Linked DNA regions of Mus musculus: region 2 is linked to region 1. The links are chromatin contacts, called in public HiChIP or PLAC-seq maps. All regions are on one chromosome and are shown on one strand. The core of a region is the stretch at or near the end of the contact, and the rest is flanking DNA. Distances in the headings are between cores, read along the strand shown. Region 1 has its middle 56 kb from the start of Gm17308. Region 2 overlaps 2700069I18Rik (RIKEN cDNA 2700069I18 gene).

Region 1 (6,130 bases), core at 1,488-3,987:
TCTCTCATCACTAAGGACTTTGAACATTTCTTTAGGTGCTTCTCAGCCATTCGAGATTCTTCAGTTGTGAAATTTCAGTTTAGTTCTTAACCCCATTTTTTGATTGGGTTGTTTGATTTTTTTTTTTTTTGAATAGCTTCTTGAGTTCTTTATATATTTTGGATATTAGCCCTCTATCGGATGTGGGGTGAGTGAAGATTTTTTTCCCAATCTATAGGTTGCTGATTTGTCTTATTGACTATGTCCTTTTCCTTACAGAAGCTTTCCAGTTTCATGATGTCCCATTTATCAATTCTTGATCTTAGAGCATGAACCATTGGGTTCATCCCACAGTCACAACTCTACCCATAATTGTTCCTGTCTGAAAGAATTACAGGGATAGAAATGGAGAGGAGACTGAGGAAAAGAAGGTCCAGCGACAAGCCTAAAGTGGGATCCAGCTCAAGGAGAGGTCCCAAGGCCTGACACTATTACTGAGGCTATGAAGAGCTCACAAAAATGATCCTAGCATTACCGCACGCTGGGAGACCCAACAAGCAGCTCAAAGAGCCAGATGTAAATATTTGTACCCAACCAATGTGTGGGGCAATGGGCTATGCATAGACAGCCTGGTCTCCAGTGGAGCTTAGGTCTTGATCTCTGGTGGGACCCGGTGGGTGGTAATTTCCACCTACATGGGACAGAAGGCGTTCAATCATGTCTCCTGGACTCCTGGCTCCTGTTGAATTTACCGCCCCCACAGCCCCCACAGGAGAGGCTCATGGCTATTAGTTATGTAGGAACAGCACCAAATCTTCCCACATGCAAATAAGGTTTCCCCCCAAACTCTCAGTCCAAGCCAGTGAGAGGTACCTGCAGTCAAATCCTGAATCACCCCCAGAACTGTATATAAATCCGTGCAGGGAATTAAAGGTGCGCCAGAACTATTCCTTCATCTTAGTCTTTTTTTCCAAGAGCTGTAAGTAACACGTGAGAAGAGATCTTCTCTACCGAAGAGCCACCCGAAGTCCCACCACACTCCTCTGCGGATAGTTGGTTTTTGTCTGCCCAGCACTACCTGACTCAGTCAGAGCTGTTTAGAGTTACCTGGAAGGCACAGCAGAGACTTAGGCTTCCTGCCTGCACTTGCTTCCTTTCGCTTGAACCCTCGCAGTAGGCCTTGACAGAGATCTCTATGAAAAACCTCTGGTACCCATGTCCACAACAATGGACAGAAGCATTTGACCCCTGTTGTTTAATTAGGGAAGGTTGAAAGAAGCTGCGTACAAGAGTGATCCTGTAGGAGGACCAGCAGTCTCAATTAATCTGGACCCCCAAGATCTCTCACGAAACAGGCAGCATACACCAGCTGATATGAGGCCCCCCAACACGCATACAGTAGAGGACTGTCAGGTCTGTGTTCATTCAGATATAATGCACCTACCCTCAAGAGACTGGAGTCCCCAGGGAGTTTAGAAGAGTAGGGAGTGGAGACATCTAAATAGAGAGAGGGAAGTGGGGAGAAGGTATAAGATGTGGAACAGTTGGAGGGTGGATGGGGATTGGGGAGGAATAAAATATGGCATTTAAAAAATAAAATAAATAACTAAATAAATAGAGAAATAAAAATATTTTCTTTTCCATGACGCCAAGTGTTCCTCCCTATGTCCCAGATTGTACTAAACTTATCTGGTTATCTGTGTGCCATTTTCATTAAGATGTATAACTTTCTTTAAAATCTTCCTCACAAAGTTCCCAGGTTTGGAATCCTAGTTTAGACCTGCTCTTAGAACAGGCACCTAAAACAGCTGCATATTGGATTACCAGAACAAGAGATCTGATTTGCACTACAAAGTCTCTGTTAATAATCTCTCAGTTGTTTCTGCTCAATCTTTTGCCTTCCTTATTTGCTACCTGCTCAAAGGTTAATTTTTTTCTTATGCCCTTAGTAAACATCCATGAGCTACTCTTGATCCTCCCTAGCATCTCTCTACTCCAGGTGTTTCATGGGAGTGGAAGCTGGCACAAAGAACAGCCTTTGCTGGCTTCTGGAAGGCAGGGGCTGCTGGGGGGTACTTTATTCTGTGCTATGTGATGATTCAGTTCACTCCAATTTGCCCTTTGGGAACTGCTGTGAAAACTTCTTTTGTACAGTAAATCATGACAGCATTTGGCCTCCATTTAGTGGTAAGTACATGGTTTATATATTAAAGCCATTTCTTTTTCCCTCTAGAATACCATGTGGCATCAATTTGTTTGTAAGCACAAGTCAAATGGCAGATTGGGATCCTGCAGATGATCCAGATTATTTTGTATTAAGTTTTCAAAGGTTATCAGAGCAATGAAACTCTAAGTTTGAGAAAATTATGAGATGACCTGAGTCTCCAAGGACACATCCATTTACCCACAGAGACTATCACAAGCTCGTTGGAGGAAATCTGTTCTGAGAAACTCTAAGTGCTAGGGCATTGATGGCACAGGTCAAGAATTATTATGCTACTGAGAATACATAACTTTTCATATGGGTATTGGCAGTTATGAACTTTGTTGGTTTTACCTTGCCAGCTGAGATTTTTATTAATGCTTCTCATGCATAGGTGAGTTGAGGGTGTAGACTTGGAAGCAGTTGTAGTTTTACAGTTTTACCTTTTAAACTATGGTATAAATGAACAAACAGAGTAACACCACAAGTAACTGGTTCTTGCTCTGCCTCTAGACTTCCAAGGAGCATCCAGACTCTGTACTCTTTGTTTCTAAATTTATCTATCCAACCATGTTTGTGGCTCCTGTGGTTGCCTTGTGGCTTGGAGCTCAGATTGCCCAGTAGTTCTTTTTCCCAAAACAGGCTGAGGAAGTTTGGGACCATGTTCAGTTTGTTCCAAAGGGGCTGCCATATATTTAATGAGGTTGTGAACATACACTAAGATTTGCACATGGCTCATCAAATAAAATACATCTTTAACTCTCTTTTCACTTCAGTGTATGGTTTGGAGTGAGCTCTTTTACAAGCACATGTGTTTGTCATATGACTGTTTGGGGACAAACATCATTTCTCACATTTTGGATGCAGTTTCTAAGTAGCTGAATGCCCTGCTTCATCTGTCTGTAGTGAAAAACAAATGCTAAGTTTGGTAGTTCCTCTTTCAATTTGGGAAGTTTTCTTTGAACACCAAGGTGTGATACTTTTTTTATACATACTCTCCTAAAGTGAGGGGACAGGAAAAAGCTTTGCTTACTCAGAGAGACATTATTGCCTGTGGGACAAGAGGAATCAGAAGACTCTTACCAGTTACTTGTCTTTATGAGAGCAATGTGTTCCAGTGTCCTGTGCCTAGGATAAGAATCTAAAAAACTGCTATCTCTTTTTGTATCTCAATTTCTGTAACATTATTGAAGTCCTTTAGTTCTTAGAACATTGGCTTCTATTTTGGGGACCAAATATCTGCCCTTTACACAGCAAAAAAGTGCACCGTGACTAATACTGAAAAAGCCAAAAAGTTTATTTTTCTTCTTGAGGTCTCTCATAGTCTAGGGAGAAATACAGGGTAATGTCTTTTTCTAAATGAACTTGGATGAGAAACCCAGTGACTCACCCAGTAACTCCAGTTTATCATATAATGTGATACATGATATTTTATGAATAAACTGGTGAAATAAAATATCATACATTTGATGAATCAGATCTAATGCAATAAAGCAGGATAACCCAGAGTTTATTTCCTGTGATTGTAGAAGATAAAATTGATTTTTTCCACTTCCCTCTACTCATATTTCCCTCCCACCTTCTTATTATACTGTACAGTTTTTGATGATGAAGGAACTAGAGATCGGATTTGTCATCAAATATGAGAAGACTCCACAAACCAAATAGTGCCTCAACAAAAGTAGGGCAGCCAGTGATCATGAAACTCAGATGTGCATCCTTTTCCTCAGAATTTTTCAAGAAGGGGAAATGTCCTCAGTAATCACAAGACAGTCTACCCCAAATTAGGAACTAGATGCACTGCAAGCAGGTACTCTGACATTCCTCACTATCAGTCACAAACACTGAGAAGAATTGGCGTGAATTTTAATGTGTGCCTGTGGTCAAGGATTTGGTTTGGACAATCAACACATACAGGGTCAAGGGCCAATTATCAATGCTTAAGGGCATAGCTGGCACTGTTAGTGGGTAGGTAGCATTGGGACATCAGTAGCATCTGCAGGATCCAGCAGATATTTTTGCTTTAGTTTTTAATGTAAAGTTTTATAATAGTAAAAAGTAAAACTGTAATAAAGTTTAGAAACACACTCAGCCTAGAATTATTATCAGAAGAACATCTTATTTTACATTAAGCTCATGTGAAACAGAATGTATATGCAATATTGTATATATTTTCTTTAGGTGTTTGGTGGACTCATATATTTACAGATATGCTCTCATTATTTCAGTTTCTCTGACAGTCTAATACATCCCAAAGTCAAGGAAAGGATTCTTACCAATCAGTTAAAGAAGATGTAAAGGACAACTTTGGAATATGTGAAAAATCTGAATCTCAATATTTAAAATGCATGGATATAAATGAACTGCAATGATAGATATGAATATTAAATTAGTGAGAAGAAACATAGTTAAGATTGGAAAATAGTTAAGATTGCTCTGATTCTTAAAATATCACTCACTTAAAACCTTCTAATGATATACACTCTATTTGACTCTGTTTAAGAAAAAGATGCACTTGTTTCTCATCTGTTAGTGAACATTTTGAATCCATTTGAACCTCTATTGGTAAAAAGGGAGGCTCAGAAACCCCAATAGAGGTTCAAATGGATTCAAAATCCCAATGGTGAATTCTAAGTTTTCCTCCTAATCTAGGGTTTAATGAATACCCCATATTCTTCTCTTAAATGACCTGAAACATAATTTTTGGAAAAGCATACTTTTAACTCATCTTCCTCCTAAAATTAATTACTTCTATTTAGAAACCACCATTGACATTTTAAATGTTAGATCTAAGCTAATTTCTCATCCTAAATTTTGATCTATTTACTTATTTGTTTTTATTTTTGACACTTGCATACATGTATGTTCTGAGTTTGGGGCATTTTCACTCCACTTCCTGTTATGCTTTCCTGTGGCTTGTTCTCTGGCTCTGTGTTATAACTAAAGTTCTATAGGGAGGATTATTACTACTACTTTTGACAGCAAAACAAACAAACAAACAAAAACAATAAAACTTGTCTTATTAGGCATAGCATCTGCCTGCAACATTGCATGTGACCTGAGCATAGAAGTGAGCAGGATGCTCACTACACAAGAACTAAAACCATAGCCAGCAGTAAAGTCAAGGCTTTAAGCTAAGCTGTGAAGCCCAGTTTGTCTTTGATGGGGATGCATGGTGAATGCTTTGGAACTAGGAGGTATATGATCTATATTGTTCATTCTTTTGCACATTCTATGAGCAAGCAATACTCAGGGTCAAACCCTAAAATAACAGCAACAACAGCCCCCTCAAAGTCAAACCTACAAAATAAAACACAAGATGTTTAGAAAATGTGTTCCTTCTTTTAAAAGATCATTGGCAATTATACAGTAATCCCTGATAAATAAAATGAACACCTTCAGAGTTCACCTGTTGCTGAACACTCAGACTACCATTACATTCCTGTCTGAAATGGTGATTGGATGGAATAGGAGGATGAAACAGCCCATAAAATCCTTGCTCTTTTTAAACATTACATAAACTTGAAGGTCAAATATATTCTTTATTTAAGATAAACATACACACACATTATGTATATATGTATATGTGTATATGTGTATATGTGTACATGTGTACATGTGTATATGTGTATATGTGTATATGTGTATATGTGTATATGATGTGTATATGTGTATATGATGTGTATATGTGTATATGTATATATGTGTATATGTGTATATATGTATATATGTATATATGTATTTGGGGAGGGGGAGGGAGAGATTGGATTTACTAACTATCTAGCCCTGACTGGCCTGGAACTAACCATGTATACCAGGCTGGGATTGAACTCATAGAAGTCTATCTCTGCCTCCTGAGTGCTGGAATGAAAGGCCATCATATCTAATCAACTAAATTCTAAACTAAAATGACTTCATCCTTGCATTTAGGTTTCAAATAGAATATGA
Region 2 (6,130 bases), core at 1,247-3,746, 64 kb before region 1:
AAACAAACAAAACAAAAAACAAAAACAAAAACAAAAACAAAGAAAAAAACAGGAGAGAAAGAAATAACTGATCGTGGAATAGAAGACAAAATTGTGATCTTTTAAAATCATGTCAATAAACTTCTATAGAAATGGTATTCTGAGCTGGCTACCAAATAAAAGCATTTTAAAACATGACACTACATTTATCTAAACATTCACTTTAAGACAATAGTACAGATATACTGGTTAAGGAAAAGCCAGCACCATTGTAGGGAATGTCCTCAAATATGAGGCACAAAAGCTCCATTGAATTCTATCACAAACAGCCTATCTGATTTAAGTTCCCAAATATATAATTAAGTCCACATTTAATTACAAAGACAACCAGCAGAGACCAAATTGATTAACTATTTTTAAACAAAATGTCGTCAGGGTACACAAATGATAGCTTCACATTAGATTATAAGCAAAACTGCATTTTAGGGATAAACAGCAATGTGGAAAAGGCACAGTGCATTAAATTATTTTCAAACTTTTGTTTTAAAGAATTATCAGTTAACGTGTAAGAGAAAAGGTTAAATGAAATACCTCAGAGCAAAAGATCATCCCCTTCTCTTCTTCTATCAGTCCCCCGCTAAAGCATATGGAAAATGTTTTCAAAATGCCCAGATTTGGCACATTGTCATTGCAAGGAGAGGAGCGCAGTGATGCTTTTAGAGAAAATGGGAAATAAATTCAGGATTGGGTCCTGCCTCCTTCAGTGCGGATTTATCTAAGTTTAATTTAATATCCCATAATCACTGAATGATTGGTATCATTCACCAAGATTTTAAAGGTCTTTATTTAAATACCTCTGGCAGAAAGAGAATGAAATTTAAACCATTGCTTATTTTTTGTGTGTATTTTTTAATTTGGTGAACCTCAAGTGGGAACTTCTTACAATAAAAGGGAAAACGATGAAGCTTTTTTTTTTAAAGAGAGACTGTTAAAGGAAAACATTAGCTTTATTAAAATCATTCTGAACGTAAAATCAAAAAGCACAAAATGGTTGTTTGTAAAACACTAAACCTTTAATCGATTTTATTGGCATTCCGATCGATTAGATAAACGGAAATCTATAGCAAACATCAAAGCATTTTCTCTATCTCATTTATAAACAAAACTTTTCTTTTCAGTAGAAGAAATGATTATCAAACGACTAACAGGAAATTCTTCAGATATCAAATTACGATAATAAAATTATTTCCACATGGAAGGGGGTAATGACAATGATGATAGTAATTACAATAATGAATAATTCAACAACCCTTTGACTTGTCTAGAAAAACCTCGGGCAGAAACGGCGTTTGAAAAGGGGCTACTTTAAAATAAATACTTTCCTTATTTTTAAAGGTAGATTTCAGAGACAACTCAAGGGGTCTTGCTTAATGGTGCCTGCCAGACTAGTGTAATTTTCCGGTAGATGCAGACCAGTAGGTTTCTTTGCCGGCGTTTTCCTCCAAACTGAGTAACTTCTGATTAGCAAAAATTAATATGCAAATAAAAGTGACTACTACTAGGTTTACAAAGTTGAGGCTGGAGTTGTCGTCTCCTCATTTTAAAATATGAATCCCGGATTACATAGGAAAACAAAGACGAAAATCCCCCAACCTAGGATGAGGAAAAAAACGATTTATTTGGAAATGTCAGATTTGCTGTCGCTAAGAGCTTAGGACATTCTAGCTGCGGGCAGGGCAAGTGTTGCTGCAAAGGCTTTGTGTTTGTTTGCTAAAGAGGATCAATGAAAGAAAGTGGCCATAAAGTAGTTAGTGAGGCATATGTTTGGGACTTGCGACTCTGGAGACCCTCAGCTGGTCCTTCCCGGAAAGTCCCCGAGTCGCTGGGAGAGGGGCGCCGAGCTAGGACATATGGCTTGAGCGCTTCTCACCCTTCCCTGGAACTCTGACCCACCCACTGTCACCTTCATCTTCTGCCCACGGCATACAGTGTAGGACCATGGCTTCTGCCTGGAGTCCTTCCAGTTGACTTAGGCTGCCTTTTCATCCTCGCACTCAGCTGCTTGCACCTTCGCCATAGTTCCTACTCACAGCAAGTCACTTCCTCCCTCAGTATGCTCGGAGCCTAAACTAAACCTCTGTTTCCATTCTACTGGAATCCCACTGGTGCTGAGCCCCTCCGGTGAATCTGGACAAGTCTCCACTGTTCCTCCCCTCCCCCACCTCTCTCCTGCCATTTATTTGGCAACTGGGGTCTTCTTACCCTCGTACTTCAAACCTCTCCTCCAGACATTCCAGAGAGTTCTCATCACACCAGAATGTGCTCTCCTCCTCTTCCTCCTCCTCCCCTTGGGTTAGGGAGTGAGAGGGGGGGATTTCAAGTTGAACTCCCAGGGGTTTTACTCTATTCTTTTAGCAGCTTTACTTTCCCTTTTCTTCTTTGCGTAACCTTCACCTAACTCCTAATTTATAACAGAAGCGAGCTCTTTCCTCTGCAGCCCGCAGTTTACAGTTTCCGTCTGGGGATTGCACACGGAGCGTGCTCCTGGATTCCCAGTCTCTGCCCCTGACTCCTTGCACCTGATGGCCAACTAACCGCCCTTTCTGTTCTTGAAATGAGTGCCTGACTGAGATTTAAAGTTCTCTGAAAAGCGTCTCTTTGTCAACTGACCGCACTGCGGGAATGAAGGCTTGGATGTAGAGGGATGGGCAACAGAACCTTTTAAAACACCTTTTACCTCACTCTGAATTCTTCCACCCTATCCGGCTGTGATTGTGAATAGCGAATTATGGAATATTTTTCTTCTTGGCACGTGCAGTGTGCCAAGAGTTATTCCCTAGTGGTCTCCCACCCTCCCTTGTGTCTTTTGGTTTGCGAAGGTCACTGTTTCACCAGGCCACCCTTTCTATTCTTTCCCTCACTGTGAGCCCTGAGAGGGAGAGCAGGCTAAAGTCCTCGTCCCTTTTCTTCTTCTAGCTGATGCAGCTGCCTCAGAAAATCGCTGTGGCCGCTGCCTCTTCCCGCTTTAATCCCAGACCTCCAGTCATTGGGCAGCCCCTTGGAGGCAAGAAGTCAACACCATGGCAACCCGACAAGCCTATCAAATCACCGGCTGACGTGACAGCGGCAACAGCAGCAGGGAAGAATGTGCGGAAAAGCCGAGTGGCCACTGCACTCACACACATGGGCTCGCAGTGGACAGCCACTGCGGCCTCCATGTCAGACTACGTGTGTGCATATCTGTTTATTGCCTTACCATACGACTTAGTTCTGAAGAGGGAAAGGAGAACTAGAGATCCATGCAGCTCAAATGAGTCCCAGTTCTGTAAATTATAAACCAAAGCTATCTGCTTTCGGCTTCAGTAGTCCACAAACGAAATCCCAGTAGCTTCAGAGATGTTTAAGACTTATCCCAAAGCCTACGGTTTCTTTGCCAAGTCTGTCATTTGCTTAAGCAACACAAATGAAGCATTTTGCTTTCCAGGTCCAAAAGGATAACAATGTTATGATAAGAAATTACTATTATCTGTCAGTGTTATGTGAAATGTGACTCAACACTAATACTTGGGAACGCCCTAAACTTCAGTTTAAACTGTCTTTTTCTTTTCATATATTGTGTTTTGGTCTGTTGCATAAGTTCTAGATCTTTTTTCCATAAAGAGAAAAAGCAGAGGAGACCAAAAAAAAAAAAAAAAAATGCTTCTTCCAGCCCTACCTGGTCTTTGTATCCCTTCCCCCTTCTTGAAGAGTCTGCTAATTAACCAAATGGAAAGAAAACATTTTATTAGCATTGAAGAGCATTGTCTAATATGGAGCAGATTGGAACTATATTGTTCACTGACAAACTGTAAACTAAGACAGGCTTTTCTTTTTTGAGAAATAAGCATAACCTTCCTTTTTAATTTAAACTTCCCCTCTGCCCCCTGAAGCCATTGGCAGTGATTTGTATAAGAATCTATAAGGTTGCCATGGGGTACCTGTTCCCCAAGCATCTCTAACTTTGTCACTGTTTTCAAAGTTTTCCTGTTGAAATTGGATAGAATAGAGAATCCATTTACTAATAAAGCTCATGGGTCTTATTGAGGGAACTTTGTATGGATTCTAAAAGTTTAAGTTCACTTAAGTGGCATGTAAACAGTATGCACAGAAACAGTACATTAAATAAGCAACTTTAAAAACATTTTATTTAACTTTTTAATAAAAGCTTCTGGTGTGTGAGACTTTAAATTTTATTTGGCATAAATAAAATACTGGAGAACTGGAAAGACTGAAAGACAGCAGTTGCCAGATGAAGAAAAGCAGGACAGAGGGCCAAGTTTTGAGCCTTAGAAAATTCAATGAGATCTTGAGTTGGGTTTTCTTACTTGCCCTATATTTTGTTATTGATGAATATCTCTAGTAAAATATCACAGTTACACAATATAGATAATTAAGGATCAAAACAGGCATAAAGTCTCCTGGAAAACAACCCAGGATATGCTAAAAGACAACTTTCAGGGATAACACGGTCTTCTCTAAACTGGAATGCTGAGAATGTTCAGATAACATTATCTTGTACAAATCTGATCTGTGAATATCTGCGAAAAACCACAGAATTGAAATTTGGTTTCAATCTAAATGGATACCATTGTCTTCAAATCTATATGGCTAAATCACCTTATTCTTGAATACTTACAGTGTGAATACATGAGGAAATAGCTTGCCATACTTTAAAAGAACTTTATTTGCGTATCTTGTTTTCTTGTAAAGCAAAGCCCATAAAAAGAAAAAGTTTTAAAAATAAGTATAATGTTCAAAAATACTTCAATGTATTTTGGATTCTGTAAAAGTATGAGTAAATGCTCATGCTCACAGAATAAATATTAAATGCTAAGATTTCGTTGTTCTGCTTAAAGCTATATTAAAGTTACTGGAAAACTTTAAATACCTTAGGATCTTTATTTGCATATGTGCATACATAGTATTCAAGTGAAGGGCATGTATTACATTGACACTAAAATGTGCAATTATATGTACATCATTTGTAATTGCTAGAAAACTTAAAGAGGTAAAATTAATCACTTAATACCTTTAAGCTGAAATGTCCAGGAATTTAATAGTTCTTTTGAATTTTTGATGTATTGACATTAAATGCTTTTTTGTTACAAACTTTTCATTTATGAATGATAGAATTTTAAAGAATCTTGCATATATAAAGCATTTATTTCTAGACAGACAATTTTACTGTCTCCTTTAAAACATCACCCTTATAGATCATACAAAATAATGGATGATTAGGAGTCCACCTGAATGCTATACAGATATATATGTATCTGAGTGCTATATAGCTAGCTCTAAATGCAGATCTTTACACTCAGCAAAGTCTCTTGTTCCCTTAGTGTTTTCAGTATGTACACTCTGCTAATGAATAAAACAAGGAATTAAAGTCAGTTTAAATGCTACACCTAAAAAAAATGCAAGAACACATCAGTCATTTTCAGCTGGATGAATACTATCTCCATAGAGTCCATTCTTGACCTTACCTAAGTAAGTATTTTAACTTAACGTATGAGACACACCTAGAGGGGTAATACATTGCACTTAATAGGAAGACAGTTAATAACCTTTACTCCCCCTCATGCACTATCAATCATGGCTGTCACCAGTCTGCTGAATCAAAGCAAAAGTGTTCTTCACAGATGACTGATTAGAAACTCAAAATCAGAAGATCCATCTTCATGGTCACTTTTATTATAGTCATTTTTAAACTGACAGCAACCTGCTCAGTTTCAGCACACTGGGCATCACAAATAGTGTCACTCAGCGCAGCTAAGCATGAGAAAAGGTTGGTTGGATTATACTTAAAAATAATTAGGCCGTCGACCCTTTGTGGCCTAGAAAAAAGGTAGTCTTCTCCTAGCCTCTTTCTCCCTCCCTCCCATAACTGCTTTAAAGTATATTGAGTCATAGTTTATGATTATGTTTTCTTGTAAATTAGGAATTAGGAATTGGGAAGCAAATAGATCTAGTTGAGAGGTGCAGAGAACTTTTTGTCTAGACCTTCTTAATTTCATGGCAGTACCACTTTTGTCCTCAGAATTTTTGTATGCTTCTTTGCATAATTAAATGTGTGTGTGTGTCTGTATGCATGTAAATGTGTGTGTATCCGTAT

The links. HiChIP or PLAC-seq counts read pairs in DNA pulled down with a chosen protein or histone mark.
Region 2: a contact with region 1 is called in a CTCF HiChIP or PLAC-seq map of the NIH/3T3 cell line, with 15 read pairs. The contact joins two enhancer-like sites. A contact is called at or near these places in 1 of 39 promoter capture datasets (the 3T3-L1 cell line), 1 of 15 datasets of contacts at CTCF or cohesin (the NIH/3T3 cell line), 2 of 484 Hi-C or Micro-C datasets (embryonic fibroblasts and tail fibroblasts) and 3 of 9 other capture datasets (adipose tissue, liver and pancreatic islet).

What each region holds. Positions count from the first base shown.
Region 1 is chr3:5,143,453-5,149,582 of GRCm38.p6, reverse strand. No RefSeq gene overlaps it. Among named protein-coding and RNA genes, the nearest start is that of Gm17308, 56 kb to the right of the region's middle. Within about 2 kb of position 2,737, at least 8 of the 459 cell types and tissues checked have an H3K27ac peak or open chromatin away from gene starts, as enhancers often do.
Region 2 is chr3:5,207,342-5,213,471 of GRCm38.p6, reverse strand. All of the region lies in intron 1 of 2700069I18Rik (RIKEN cDNA 2700069I18 gene), which reads left to right. Among named protein-coding and RNA genes, the nearest start is that of Zfhx4, 8.1 kb to the left of the region's middle. Within about 2 kb of position 2,496, at least 95 of the 459 cell types and tissues checked have an H3K27ac peak or open chromatin away from gene starts, as enhancers often do.